Linked DNA regions of Xenopus tropicalis: region 1 is linked to region 2. Evidence: chromatin contacts called from public Hi-C data. All regions are on one chromosome and are shown on one strand. The core of a region is the stretch at or near the end of the contact, and the rest is flanking DNA. Distances in the headings are between cores, read along the strand shown.

Evidence for each region. A called contact is a pair of places that touch in the nucleus more often than the background predicts.
Region 1: a Hi-C map of brain shows a contact between it and region 2, with 3 times the contacts expected there. The contact joins the promoter of MGC147302 here to the promoter of taf1b in region 2. A contact is called at or near these places in 2 of 5 Hi-C or Micro-C datasets (brain and neurula embryo).

Annotation. Positions count from the first base shown.
Region 1 is chr5:138,161,025-138,163,724 of UCB_Xtro_10.0, forward strand. MGC147302 reads right to left here and starts at 1,251. Exons shown (of 3, transcript NM_001078942.1): 1 at 582-1,251. The coding sequence starts at 1,028.
Region 2 is chr5:138,009,477-138,012,176 of UCB_Xtro_10.0, forward strand. taf1b (TATA box-binding protein-associated factor RNA polymerase I subunit B) reads left to right here and starts at 1,391. Exons shown (of 15, transcript XM_002938888.5): 1 at 1,391-1,573. The coding sequence starts at 1,556.

The sequences.
Region 1 (2,700 bases), core at 1-2,500, 150 kb after region 2:
ATGGTCAGAACACACAGTCAGATCAAGAGGAGATTTTCCATGCGAATCCTGACTAATTGGCTAGGGATCTTAGAATACCCACAAATCAAAGAGCACAGAACCAAACCAATGGCTGAGACCGATTTCACCTATGGTGTCATGGGGTGGAATGAACTGAAAATTATCACATGGCAACTCCATAATGAATTACTCCTTGGTAAATACTTAGGACTTCTTCTTATTGTATTATTTTAGGAGTCCAATTTACTTTTGTGAAAGAGTGCTTTCCCCAAATATCCCAACAACAGTTACTGTTTGAATAGTGAAAACAAACATCTCATTGGTTGCTTTGGGTTACAGTTTTCCCATGTGTATTTATAGTCCATCCATTGACCCTAATTGTGACCACCAGTGGTACTGCCTGTTTCCAATATATATATATAAAGTATATATACATATATACACACACACACACAACATGCCGCAAGGGTATGTACTACAGAATCTGTGCGTGTATGCAGGGCACAAATAACATTCCTGCATCCCAACAATTCCTTTATTACTAAGACAGTGTTATCCATAATGCAACACACTCCACTTACTGTTTTGCTGTTGTTCTCCTGTTGTCTGTAATGGATATTGTTGGGCAGGGAAGAGGTCAGTTGCAGCTGTGGCTGTCCCTGTATTGCCAATGTTGTCTCAGGATTGTGGGGTTTCTTTCCGCAGACTTGCGGTTGTGACTGAGGGCTTGTGATGTGGCATCTGGATTCCAGAGCCTGTGCCTTGAGTTTTGGATCTTTATCAGACAAGCAGTCCTGGGACTCTTCCAATAACTCATCAAGCAGCTGAAGATCTTCATCTATGTCCTTTGGTCTCGGTCGGCCTCTCTCAGGCTCCTTGCCCTGTTTAGTGGGTGCTACAGGTTCATCCCGTGTCTGGCAGGCGATGGTTTCTTCCTGGGCTGAAGGCTCTCTCTTGGATGGAGATCTGGGCTGCTGACTGCTGACAATAAGTACACTGCTACTGCCCCGGCTGCAGCCACTGCCCATAACAGACTGTACACTCCGGTGGCTTTTTGAGTAACTTTTTAAGAGTCAATGGCATGTCCTGGCTGTATGTCTGTCCGAGTGCCAGTACTCATGCCACCAAACATTACCTGAAGCCCAACTTGCAAACTTCTCTGGCAATGTACAAAGAGCAATGCACCAGCCCCATAGAGTTACCTTTCAGAAAGTGCTTGGCTTTCACCTCTTTCATCCCCAGCCGCACTTCCCCCTGCCTCCCTCACTCTCCCTTTCATACCCTCTTACAGTTAAACATTAAAAGCAAGTCCCTCACACTGGCGTGAGTGCAGCTGCAGCAGGGAAATGCTAGCTCGGCCAGAGGAGTGTCATTCAGATCAGGGCCAATAGGCAGAGCAGAGGAAAGAGCCAGCAGTATGCAGAAAGGCGCATATGAAACCTAAGACTCTGAAATTAAAATGGAACGGAAATTGGGTGTAACCTGTGGATTTATACCAGAGCTGAGTGTACAGCAAATACGCCAAACCATTACAAACCAAGTCCTTAATGTAGCCACACACATAAGCAGACAAATATTTAGTAGTGGTGGGCAGTGAGGCGAAACAGGTTTTGGTGGGTGTTCCAATGCTGTTAAGCTACAACTCCCAGTAACCATGGGCAGTTTTCTGCTGTTGCAGGTGCTGAGAGTTGCACTTTAACATCAGCGGCACTGGCTTAGGCACTACTATTGCACTACTATTGCCACTGCTACTGTACTATTATCCTTACTCTCACATCACTGTCCCTCTATGAAAGGATGGGACCTGGCCATTTGATGATGATATGCCTATTGTCACTTCACTGCCCATTCATTAGTTGATGGGGACTGTACATCTTAAAATACACCCAATGTTATACTCTTGTCCGTTCATGATATGATAAGGCCCATATATTTAAAGATACTGTACACTGTAACACCTGGAACCCCCCCCTGTTTATTCATGAGATGACAGGGCCTGTATATTTATGTAGTTATAAACTGACCCATAGATCGATAGGTGGGATGTCCCAAAGTAGGGACAAAGTAATCCCACCTGTGTGTGGCCAACAACACTCACCAAAACAACAAAACACTTGCAGCCATCACAAGGGCCCTATAGTGGTGAAAGCTCTTTGGGAGAATGATTTAAGATGCAACACCAGGCAGTGACCCTCATTCTCACAATGACTTTACTGCTTTCTTTGTACATTCAATTAGTATTCTTATTTAGGGGCTTTTATGGCGTTCCTATCTCCTCTGACAGTCTTTGTATCAGCACAGGTCCTGTGTGTTATTCTGATGACGTCACAACACCCCCAGGGCCTATTTACTAAGCAATAAACTGTCACTTGAATTATGATGATCGAATGCATACAAATTTGCATTTGGCTTCTGGACATCAGCCGTTTATCAAAGCCTGAGGCAAATAAGTCCTTTGACACATTGGCTCAATGAATTATACCATGAGATCTAAACAGTATCTCCTGTCTAATGAAATTTACGTTGGTCAGATGGATATTTTTAAAGGGGAACTAAGGGTTAACCAAGAATTAGGCTAGAAATGCTACACATTATGGTTTGGGCATCTATACCAGCCTAGGGCGACCCTAGCCCCTTGGTTAATTACAAAATCCTTATTTTACCAGAAAAGGTTACGTATAATTATTAATACAATATACA
Region 2 (2,700 bases), core at 141-2,640:
GCTTCAGGTGTTTTTTTCACTTTTCTCTGGATTACCTAGCAGTTAGGCAGCATTCATTAGACCAAAATGATGGACTCAATGGACAAGTGTTTTCTGTTGACCTATTACTGTGTTACTATGTGTTAGAAAAAATCTCAAGAGAAATTTTTGAAATGTGCTGTTTGAATAGGTATTCAGTCTCCTCAATGTAAAATTTTGTAGAGCCACCTTTTCCATCAACCACATAAGAGGTTTAAGACGGAACCAGCTTTGCGCAATGTTAATAAGTGATTTTGTTCCAATCCAAAAAATAGGAAAAAAGCTTCAGCAGGTTTACTGCAAAACATTTATTGTGGGTAGTGGTAACACGACATGTTTCGGGTCAATACCCTTTATCAAGCGTACCCAATATATAAAATATAAAATATTGGGTGCACAACAGAAAGTGCAAATTACCATAACAAAGTTTTGTAAATCATGTCTTGATGTTACCAGAAACATGATAAACTGCAGAAAAATTGTATCTTTTGTCCAGATGTCCTTGACGGTGCTATTTACCCTGTTAGCCAAGTCTGAGGGGTATAAAGCTGATGTCTCTCTGTAAGATTTCCAATGAAGATTTCAGGGAGAAAAATACCTTTAAGGGTTTTCAACTGTTCTATAGAAAAGGCAGATGACGGTTGATTAAAGAGGAGAGACGTGGCACAGCTATAGGGAGAGCAGACCGTGGCCTTTGGGGGCCTAAACAGAGAGGACCTGGTATGCAGGTTGGCGCACTGGAGGGGCAACTGTGGGTTGAAGAAGGTGCCTGGGATTCCAGAGATAAACCCTTGCATGGAGCACAGGTCTACTTGGTTGTTGCCAGAATTGCACACTTAGGGGTATATTTATCATGCTGTGTAAAAAGTGGAGTGAAACATTACCAGTGATGTTGCTCAGGGCAACCAATCAGCAATTAGGTTTCAACAGTTAGAAAACCAAAGCAAAGCATATGATCGGCTGCTATGAACAACATCACCGGTGATGTTTTACTCCACTTTTTACACAGCATAATAAATATACCCCGAAGTGTAAGACTTTCCTCTGAGATTAACAATTCCTGCTGTAGAAGACATCATGATTTATCCAGTGTTATTGGCTATTACATAAGACATCCGTTGCCAGCCTTTATAGGTTTCTGGCTAATAATACTAGGATTTCTGGCTAATAATACTAAAAACATGCTTTATTTTGCAAAGCCTATTCACCCAGTTTTATATTTACACTGAACCTTTCCTTAATGTCTCCCTGACCCTGAATACGTCTGAACCCCATGGCATTATCTCTTTACAGTGCAGAGCTTTTCAGCATTAAAGCTGGAACATTCTACTGTGTAGGTACAAAATCGATGGGTTCATGCAGACCACGTGACTATTAGTAGCGGCCAGGAAATGGCAAAGGAAGTGACGCGAAAACTACGCGACGCCACAAAAATCCACAGTCCTGTAACCGCGAGTTTACCGGCGCCGCCGGCACCAAAATTTGACCATTAGCGGAGCTTCCCTTCATAGCGCGGACCCCGGACACGTAACGCACTATGGAGGAGGAAGACGCTGTGAGTAAGGGCGTGTGACGTCATGCCCGGCGACGCTCGGCGAGTCACGTGTCGTAGTTGTAGGAGAAGTCGCGTTGGTTCTATTAGGGTTTTCATCCCACTCGAGTTTCTTCTACGTGTGGTGTCAAATGCAGTGGAAGTGTATAAAGCTTTAATGGGTATTGGATGTGCTGAGGCATTTCATGCATGGCTATATTGAGAAGAGCGATAGTTTGGGAATAGCCTCATGTGGGGAAGTAACTCATGGGAAATGCTATATTAATTTTCAGTTGGATATGTAATAAGGTGCCAAGTTTACTTTAGACTCCTTAACAACCAAAAAGCGATGTGCTTTCATTAAACAAATGCCATCTGCTAATTGGTTTTGTGGATTACAGTGCATGCAGCAAACTTTGTACAATAGTGCGTCACACTCATATTCACGAAAAGGTGATGTACCGTGTTAGTCAGTCAAAATGTTTACAGAATAACCCTTTTGAAATAAAAAAATAACAAAAGTGGTATAAAGGTGATACATTTATTGGCTAACTAAGATAACTATAGCAAGCTTTCAGAACATTCTAGTTCAGGGGTAGGGAACCTATGGCTCGGGAGCCAGATGGGGCTCTTTTGATGGCTGCATCTGGCTCACTGCCAAATCTTTAATAAAAAAAACAAACGGGGGTGTGGCCTGTGCTCGGCAGATAGACGTGTTCTAAGCCTTAGAACACGTCTTCTATCTGCCGAGCGCAGGCCACACCCTCCTCCGCATCGCATCCGGTATCATTGGGACCCACCCTACCTTGTCCCGCAGCATCCGCGGCCAAACATATTGTACGGCTCTCACGGAATTACATTTTAAAATATGTGGTGTTTATGGCTTTCTCGGCCAAAAAGGTTCCCGACCCCTGTTCTAGTTCCTTTGTCAAGCTGATTACCTCTGAAAGCTTGCTATGGTTATCTTAGTTAGCCAATAAAGGTATCACCGTTATACCGTTTTTGTTATTTTTTATTTCAAAAGGGTTACACTGTAAACAATCAAATTCACGTATGCTAACCTGGCAAACCATAGCTTTTTGGAGGTCAGTTTGGTAATAACTACCTTTTTGTTTGCTCTTTTTTAAAACATTAGCAGTTCTATCCAGCTG